2 separate regions of the Oryctolagus cuniculus genome follow, and region 1 is linked to region 2. A link is a contact called in public Hi-C data. All regions are on one chromosome and are shown on one strand. Each heading gives the region's core, a stretch centred on a gene start, on an enhancer-like site or on the middle of the called end of the contact. The rest is flanking DNA. Distances are from core to core; before and after follow the strand shown. Region 1 holds the start of TP53BP1 (tumor protein p53 binding protein 1). Region 2 overlaps TP53BP1 (tumor protein p53 binding protein 1).

Region 1 (4,786 bases), core at 2,183-4,682, 75 kb after region 2:
CTGCTTTTACAGATAAACCACCTGTGTACACGAAAAGGTGACCCAATGGCTGCTGAAATGCATTGTAATCATTGTATTTGCTCCAGAAGCCAAGGATGAACCTCTGGCACAAAAATTCTGTAATCCAATACACCCCTCTCTCTGTAAAGAATGCCTGATAGGCAGAACTTAGTACAGGATAGAAATCGGAGCTGCACATACATCCCATTGGATATTTTGGTTAAGACCGAACAATCTGGGGCTGCCACTGTGGCGCAGTGGGTTAAGTCAAATGGGTTCAAGTCCCAGCTGCTCCACTTTTGATCCAGCTCTCTGCTATGGCCTGGGAAAGCAGTAGAAGATGGCCCAAGAGTTGGGCCCCTGCACCTGTGTGGGAGACTCCAAAAGAAGCTCCTGGCTCTTGGCTTCAGCTCAGCTCAGCTCAGCTCTGGCTGTTGCAGTCATTTGGGGAGTGAACCAGCAGATGGAAAACCTCTCTCTATCTCTGGCTCTACCTCTTTCTGTAACTCTCTCTTTAAAATAAGTAAAATAAATCTTTAAAAAAAAGAAAAAAGACCATACAATCTAGCAGAGCAGGCTAGGGTTCCGCAAAATGAGCTTCAACTCCCAGGAAAACTGAAGAAATTCATTGGGTTAGAATTAAGAGAGGAACTGGAATTTTTTTCTTTTTAAAAATTTATTTATATATTTGAAAGGCATACTGATACAGAGAGGGAGAAAGAGACAGAGACAGAGAGACAGAGATGGAGAGAGATATCTTTCATCTGCTGGTTCACTTTTCAAATATTCACAATATTTGGCCAGGGCTGGGCCAGGCCAAACCCAGGAGCCAAGAACTCCATCTGGGTCCCCTATGTGGGTGGCAGGGACCCAAGTACTTGGGCCATTATCAGCTGCCTCAGATGCATTAGCCGGAAGCTGGATTGGAAGCAGAGGAGCCTGGACTTGAACTGGGACTCAATGTGGGATGTAATCATCCCACGAGCAGCTTAACCTACTACACGTCAGTACCTATAGACACCTCTCGTCTTGTTTTCCCCAAGCATCTTTTCTTTGTGAATTATCAGAGCTGGCTTAGATGTTAGGGAGACCTAAAGCAGCTTGAAAGGTTTATGAGGCTCTCTTCCCCTACCCCAACACACACATAATTCAAAATGAGTATAATTAATTGCAATGAAGCTCTCTTTTCATCATAAGGACAACTTTAATACTTCATATTAAATATCAAATATGAAATTATTTTCAGAAAAAAACTAGAGATGCCCCTCTCATTTGATTAAGATTGTGCTTAATTTACCTGTTGGGAATTGATCACTATACATTACAAAATGATAAAGGTCTGGAGACTGAAATGTCCCCGATTTAAACTTAGCTAAACAAACTTAGCCTAGGCCATAATACCTTTCAAAGCACTTAAAAGGTATTATACCTTTCTTCTTTCTGCCTTGTGCCCATTTCAGTATCCACCAATGCTTGCTTTACAAGATTATTAAGCAGTAGTGAGCTCCCAAAAGGTCATACCTGCAGGAGGGGTCAATAGTTAAATGATACACTACAGTGGGCTCCATAGCCACCACAAAGAACTACACCTACCTCTTATTCATACACATCACAGGTCCCCAGTAAACCCCTGGACAAGCTTTTGAATAACATCCTTTTCCACTAGGCTTCTGCCATAGCACACTATAGGTAAACACAAAATAAGTAAAAGCTTAAGACATTAAGATATGGTTTTCAATTCACATGTGTAGTTTCTTAATTTGTTATTCTGCTCTGTTTTACACATATGTGCATCAATGATTTCTGCCTTTGGACATAAAATTCTGGAGCAAAGATACCAGCACTCCACACTGTTTGTTTTGGAGCATCTTGCATAGTGCTCCGTGCAAATTGACATCTAAAAGTATTTTCTCATAGTATGATACAGGAACCACCCAATGGCTGGGATGTTAATAGGAAAGGAGCGATAATTAAGAGATGCCCATGGCTCATCTTTCTGCAACATTGTTTACCTTTGGCAAAGAGTTTTCTGAATATTCATCCGGCACACAAATGCAGCTTTCATACTATCATAGTTTGTGTTTGCAGCTGTAATTAATAAAACCCAATCCTAACAGGCCTGAGACCATAAGCCTGACTGTTTGCCCCTTCCATCTGATCACGATCTTTCCCAACATCACTCAGAGCTATTGTCTAACCTCTTTGTTGGACCTGATGAAAGCACAGCTCATGGTTAACTCCTGCTGACCCTTATACTGAGACTCTGTGCTAAAGGCTTCATCTCCATGGTTGCTATGGAGACTGTCCCCTACCTCTCTCCACAACCTCTCTCTGGCTCTGTCTTCTCACAGCACTCTTTTCTCATTGCAAAAGAGGAGGCCTGCACATTTGTCCATGCTCTTTTCCAGATTCATATCTGCAGACTGGGGGGAGGGAGGCAGGAGAAAAGTGTGGAACACTGCCTTGTGTCATATGGGGTGAGGCGCCTCCACCCCCTGATGTTCCGCCAATACTCCTAACTCCCCCTCTCTGCTACAAAAACGATTTTCTAGATTGGTTACAGAATGACTGGCCATTTTGCTCTAACACCAGTCCCATGATGGGAACCGAGACAGCTGTGAGGTACTTAACATGCAGACACCGCCCAATCTGGACGTGGCTCACGGGCAGCCTTGCTGACTCAGGTGCGTGCTGCCTTCTACCCTGTACCATTTCAGACGTGGAAGACAAAGCAACAAACCGAAGACGAGTGCTGCTGGAACTCTTAGGGTGAAAGACAGGCCATCTGTCCAGTGCGTACACAGGCAGGACGATTCAGTATCCTGGAAGCCTCTGTTTTGCGAGCGGACAGGGGAGACCTGGGGAGGAATGGGAGGTAGACATACAGCACCCTGCTCACAAAGACGTTCGTCAGGCACAGACAGTGCCAGGTCTCCTCGGTTCTCTCCCCCATCCCCAGGCTCTGTAGTTCTGGAACTGCCAACCTCTCCTCGGGTTCAAACATTGCCCCCCTTTCGCTGTGAGAATTCCCCGAAATACCACAGTGCCCCGAGGTTAGCCATTCCACTGTGTCACATCGCTTGCAGTTGGGGAGGTCTGTGCCTGCGTTTTACTCACATCCCCGCGTGCTGCAGTCTGAGCTCGAGGCACTCAGCAGAGATGGAGACTAGCCAACCACTATCTTTGGAATAACAACTCACCAGGGACTCGGGGCCGGAAGGTCATTCTGTCCCCTCCAATACTGCGCAGCTTTCCTGTGCACTACCAGAGCCTGGGGCAAGGACAGAGAAACCGAGGACGCAGGCCAGCACCACTCTGGGAGGCAGTGACCAAAAAAGAAAAAAAAAAAAAAAAAAACAGCGCCAGACAATGAGACTACACTGGCATAGACGATACAAACTCCAGAACTGACAGGGACAAGATGGCTCCCCCCAGTTCGGGCGAGGCTGCGGAATTGCCAGACAGTACTTATTAGGGACCCGTCCTAACTAGAAGCTTTTCTTCCGGCGCCGAGGCAATCGCCTAGCCCCTCCAGTGAGCCCCCATCTCTGCTCAAGTCGGAGTGGCAGCTCTCTCTCTGGAAAACCAGGGTGGTTGAAAGGGGCAGCCACCACCCCCTGGCGGAGCCGAACCGCAGAGCCGGGGCTGCCGGGCCCCAGCCCAGCCCCCTGCGGCGCCTACGCTCCGCCCCCTGACAGGCAGCAGCCAATGAGCGACTCCTGCCGCCGGCCTTTAAGAACCGCGCGCACTCTCCCTGCAGCGGACACGGCCGGCCTAGCACTCCACCGGTGTTTCCATGGAGACCGAGGCCGGGCCCGCGCGGCCTCGCGGCGTTGCCATGGAGACAACTCCCGGGCTGGGGCTCCGCAGCCCCGGCTCACCGCTGGCTCAGAACCCCGTCGAGCCGCTGTGCGAGACCGGAACCGCGGTGGCGGCGGCAGCACGCTGGGACCTGCGAAAACATTCTTTGCTCATCGTGATCGGCGATATCGGTACAGAGAGTCAGCTGAGGGCCGTGCGGGCCCACCTTGAACAAGGTGAGCCGCCGTCCCGTCTGTGCTTCGGGCACCTCCATCCCGGGCTTCTCCGCCATCTGCATTCACCCTCCCCCCCCCCCCAGGTGCAATCTGCACCCTCCATCCCTAGTGTGCACTCCCTGGAATCTAAGCCCCGTCACTTGCGTCTTCCATGCCCTGTGTTCGTAAGCTCCCGAGCTGCTAACATCTCGCTTCCCCGTTCTTCCCGAATCCCCGGAGTGTTCCGCAGTCTCCCTGAGCTGGAGGAACTCTGTGCCGCCCCTGGGCCCCCTCTGGCCACACCCCTCTCCCGCAATCTTGGGCCCGATGTCCTGGAAGTCTTAAGGGTTTCCCAGAGAATCAGTGTCCCTACCTTACAGCTTCTTCTTTATAGAGTCCCTGAACCCGCACTAGGTGCTTTCTGAAAGCCACGAACAAATCTCAAATCCCTGACTGCGGGCGGCCAACCCGAGAGAATGACCTTCGTGGCTCGGGGCTCCTCGTGCGCGCCTCCCTCCGCAGTTGCCGAGCCTGTGGCGCAGTGCTGCGGAGACACCTGCGGGGGGAAGCCAGCCCCGGAGGGGTGGAGGCAAGGAGGGGGCCATAGGAGAATCTGCAAGCCCGCTCGGCCGTAAGAATCTGGTGGGCAGAGGCCCTTGGGTGTCACCTTTAAGACAACTGGGCAACCTTACAAGAAAATTCCTATCTACAGATTCAAGAATGACGGGGGTTTAGTCTCAACTCTGCCCTCCACTCTTTGGCTGGGGCCA
Region 2 (5,052 bases), core at 1,938-4,437:
CCACCTCAATAAAGCTCCCTGCTAATGTGCCCCGTAATACAGCGATGATGGGCCCCTGCATCCACATGAGAGATTTGGATGAAATGCCTGGCTCCTGGATGGGGCCTGGCCTAACCCTGGCCAATACGGCCATTTGGATAGCGAACCAGCGGATGCAAGATCTCTCTCTCTGTCACACTCCCTCTCTTTAACTCTGCCTTTCAAATAAATAAATAAATAAATAACTTAAAACCATGCTTACCGGATGGGTGCAGAAGGGGAATCTTCACTTCGCACCTCATCCTCTTGCCGACCTTCACAGATGCAGCTAAACACAGTCATGGTCTTCTGGGGACTAAGATAATAAATGAAAGGATTGTGTCATGTTAGTTTTCAAAGAAAAGTACCTCTACAGATTATCTTTCTAGGCACCAAGGAAGTAAAATCCTTCCTCTGCAAACAAAATTCCAAACCATCACACCAAAACACCAAATATTCCTATTTGTTTTATATTAGCACAAAAAAAATTTTCAAGGAAGATTCACAGAGAAAAAAAGATGGACAGAGGGCTATATTAAATTCCAAAGATGAAATCAGCAAAATCCAGAATATAGAAAACTACAGGACAATAATACAGTTCTTTCCAGTGATAATTTGCAAGGGGGAAGAAAGGAAGAATGGGGGACTTTATAGATTTTAAAAGACTTAGGAGACTTTAAGAGACATATCAGTCCAACACAATGTATGAACCTTATTTGGGTCTTGATGTAGTCGCAGAAATCTGAACACTGAATATTTGATAACAAGAAAAAATGTCAATTTCTTAAAAATATGTTAACAGTAAGGTGGTTAAATTTAAATAAGAATTCTTGGGGCAGCTGTTGTGTGGCTTAGCTACAACCCACGACACTGGCATCCCATATAAGCACCAGTCCTAGTTCATGCCTGATCCTATGCTGAACACTGCAGCCATTTAGGGAGTAAAGCAGCAGATGGATGCGCTCTCTCTCAGTCTCCCCCTCCCCCCTTCTCTCTAATGTTGCCAATTCAAATAAACAAATCAATCTTGCCAAAAAAAAAAAAAAAAAAAAAAAAAAAACCTTGGGTCCAGTGCTATGGCATAGCAGATAAAGCCACTGCCTGCGGTGCCGGCATCCCGTATAGGTGCCAGTTCGTGTCCTGGCTGCTTCACTTCCAATCCAGCTTTCTGTTGTGGCCTGAGAAGGCAGCAGAAGATGGCCCAAGTCCTTGGGTCCCTGCACTCATGTGGGAGTCCCAGAAGAAGCTCCTGGCTCCTGGCTTCGGATAGGCCCAGCTCTAGCCGATGCAGCCAATTAGGGGGTGAACCAACAGATGGAAGACCTCTCTCTCTTTTTCTGCCTCTCCTTCTCCCTCTGCCTAACACTTTCAAATAATAAATAAATCTTTTAAAAATCCTTTTATTTTAGAGATAGCATTTAAGTATTTAAGAGATAAAATGATATAATGCTGGAACTATCTTTAAAATAATACCATAGGAAGGGGAGTGCTGGAGTATTTATAAATGAAGACTGGCCATGAGCTGGTCATTTTTGAAACATGGAGGTACTCTCTACTTCAAACTTTCCATAAATTAACTGAGAAATAAGGCAACTGCAATTAATCTAAACAGAGTTCAGACAATACTTAAAAGCCTCAGCAAAATGCACTGTCAGTGATTTCCTATGGTGGACCCAATAGTAAAATGAATTGTCAAAACATTTAAATCTAGATTCCCATATACAAAGTTTTCTTGACAACACTACCAATGAATATCCTGTTACCCCATGATCCATCATCCCCACTGTCTCTTCAAGTTTTCACTTACTTTTTCCCTCCTTACAGTCACCCCTAAGGCCTGAAGAAGCTTTAGCAGCACATGCTGTACTCTCTTAATGTGCATGGAACAGACTCAAACAAACTGTGCCTGCCAGACAATTCTGAAGTCAGAGAGATCAGACACAAACTCTACTCTTTTCAACCTGTGAGACTGCAAGATCCTTAAAGTGTCTTCTACTGAGTTAAGGACACTTGAGTACTTCTCTTCCAGTTTAAATGTGCAATTTAAATGGGAAAATGAGACCAATTAAACTAAAACATAGCTAAGAACAGATCAAAGGATTCTGAGGGGGCTCAGAAATCTACAAGTCGGCATCACAGTTAGCCCATCAAGTTTTATTTGAAATTTTCTTTCATAGCTCACTAGGCTAATCCTCCACCTGTGGCGCCGGCACACCAGGTTCTAGTCCCAGTTGCTCCTCTTCCAGTCCAGCTCTCTGCTATGGCCCGGGAAGGCAGTGGAGGATGGCCCAAGTGCTTGGGCCCTGCACCCGCATGGGAGACCAGGAAGAAGCACCTGGCTCCTGGCTTCGGATCAGCGCGATGCGCCGGCCGCAACAGCCATTGCAGGGTGAACCAATGGCAAAAGGAAGACCTTTCTCTCTGTCTCTCTCTCTCCCTGTCCACTCTGCTTGTCAAAAAAAAAAAAAAAAAAAAAAAAAAAAAAAAATCTAAAATCTAAATTTCTCTTTAAAAACATAAAGATATAGCAACATTATGTATGCATTCTCAAAAGATGACCACTGGCTGGAGCTGCACAGGAGCACACCCTGCACTTTTTTTTTTTGTTTTTTCCTTTTTGACAGGTATAGTTATAGACAGTGAGAGAGAGAGAGACAAAGGTCTTCTTTCTGTTGGGTCATCCCCCAAGTCCCCCAAATGGCCGCCACAGCTGGCGCTGCGTCGATCCAAAGCAAGGAGCCAGGTGCTTCCTCCTGGTCCCCCACGTGGGTGCAGGGGCCCAAGCACTTGGGCCATCCTCCACTGCCCTCCCGGGCCACAGCAGAGAGCTGGACTGGAAGAGGAGCAGCCAGGACTAGAACCCAGTGCCTATATGGGATGCCAGTGAGCCAGGGTGCCGGCCTGGAAGCACACCCTTCAAATGGGGCACACAGTAAGCTGGCTGTCCTCCTCAACACTCCAGCAGTCTTGCAACGGAGCCTTCTTTACTTATTCATGTACCTGCTTACTTACAAGCCTCTGATTCAAGAATCCTTGCCTGTATTTCAGTGTTGATAGTGTTTTCATATTGGATTCTCATGCCAAAAGCAAATGAAACAATTCCCTAACAGCCACCAGATGGCAAAGCTGCACCACCAAAACCACTCAGGATGAGGTTATACTCTTCCCGAAAGCATTAACGGCATTCATGACAAAGCAGAAATAACGGCTCAACATAGCAGTCTATCTGGCAGGCAGAGGATAAATGGCTTGAGTCTGTGCTGCCTAGGACCTCCAAAGGAACAACATCTATAGCTCTCTCTTGTAAATCCTTTATTACCCCACCAAGCACAACAATCTCAGTCTTGCAAAAGAAAAAGAGGGGGAAAATAAAAAGCACTCTCACATGAACAAGAGGAAAGATCTTTTTTAATGTCTTAGTTCTAACTATAACAAAAGCCTCAGTGGACTTAGAAGCATTAATAAGAAAGCCTATGATGAATTCAACACAAAACTAAATCCTTTATGCTGGAGTTTCAGGTTTTTTCATTTGTTGATAAATAATCTTCCCCTCCACTACCAGTAGCTTTATATTAAATTCCTCTAAACAGCAACTGCTCCGGTTACCTGGCAACAGTCTCAGCAACAGCAGTAGATCCATTTTTTCTTTCACTAGTTGCAGGCTCTGAATAAAAACAAAAGCAAGAACAGAAAGGAAAGAGAAACAGAATTCAGTTAGTACCACATCTCAAAACCACTACCCTGCTCTATTATTTTTTACAACAAATAACAAAAAGAAAAAAAAAAAAAAAACAAGATTAATAGGTGAATGTAAGATTCCTTGTAATTTAATGGCCCAAGTTTCTCTTCTACCAACCATCTTTCAAAATTCTTAGAGCATATGAGTGAAAAACATGAGTTACTGAGCAGCACACTTTAAAATGAAAAATTTCTACTGAGTCACAATTCAACTCTTCTTGTACAAGAAGCAAAAAATATATGAAATAAATACAAAATAAAATTTTTATATTTCAAAATCTAACATCATAAAAATTTTAAAAGCCAATTAAAAATTTAAACTCCTACTAAAATATGTAATAAAATATTTTAGGTTGATGCACAACTTCTTAACGAAGTGCTTCAGAGCAGATATTTTAAAAACACAACATTTTCAAAAAAGAATCTGCAGCAAAGAATTAAGAGTAATACTGAAAAGAGTACCATATTCTCACAACGTCACTATTATCAAGAGATTAAAATTTTTCATTAGCAATTTATTCCAGCCTTAGAGAAAATAATTTAAGATTTTTTATTTATTTGAAAGACAGAGTTACAGAGAGAAAGAGAGATAGTGATCTTCTATCCGCTGGTTCACTCCCCAGCCGGCCAGGATGGCTGGAGCTGGGCCAGGCAGAAGCCAGGAACTTTTTTTAGGTCTCCCAGTGCATGTAGGAGCCCAAGCACTTGGGCTGCTTCTGCTGCTTTCCCAAGCACATTAGCAGGGAGCTGGACTGGAGGTGAAGCAGCTGGGAGCAGGAGGGTCAGGAACTGGCATTCATTTGGAATGTTGGCATCACAGGAGGAGAGGCTTAACCTGCTACATCACAATGCCAGAAAATAATTCCTAACTATCCTTGAATGTGTCTACAATTTCATGACCCAGTAGAATCTACATAGTCCACCAAGGAAGGAGACAGTCTGAAGTTCAGTAGCTAAGAACTCTGGCTCTGAAACAGCAACCTTAGTTCAAGCTAAGTGTAAATTACTTTGTCATTGTTTCCTCACCAAAAGAAAGAGATGGGGTATGGATTTGGCCTAGTGGTTAATTAGCATGCCTGTTAACAGACTCCCTTGTCACTTATCAGACACCTTTGTCTCCTGACTCCAGCTTCCTGCTAATGAAGACCCCAAGACACAGCTTCTCAAAGTGACTGGTTTCCTGCCAACCACGTGGGAGACTTGAATTCCTGGCTCTAACCCAGAGGCACTGGAAGGCAGTTGCAGGCATCTGGGGAGTGGACTGGTGGATGGAATCTCTCTGTTTCTCTTTGTCAC

The links. A called contact is a pair of places that touch in the nucleus more often than the background predicts.
Region 1: a Hi-C map of embryonic fibroblasts shows a contact between it and region 2, with 4 times the contacts expected there. The contact joins the promoter of TP53BP1 here to the enhancer-like site in region 2. A contact is called at or near these places in 4 of 6 Hi-C or Micro-C datasets (ear pinna, embryonic fibroblasts, psoas muscle and 1 more).

The regions. Positions count from the first base shown.
Region 1 is chr12:66,483,603-66,488,388 of mOryCun1.1, forward strand. TP53BP1 (tumor protein p53 binding protein 1) reads right to left here and starts at 3,433. Exons shown (of 31, transcript XR_011380882.1): 1 at 3,201-3,433; 2 at 2,741-2,858. It also overlaps a transcript of MAP1A not described here.
Region 2 is chr12:66,408,719-66,413,770 of mOryCun1.1, forward strand. It overlaps TP53BP1 (tumor protein p53 binding protein 1), which reads right to left. Exons shown (of 31, transcript XR_011380882.1): 17 at 3,625-3,682; 18 at 242-334. Among named protein-coding and RNA genes, the nearest start is that of TUBGCP4, 71 kb to the left of the region's middle. Within about 2 kb of position 3,188, at least 2 of the 8 cell types and tissues checked have an H3K27ac peak or open chromatin away from gene starts, as enhancers often do.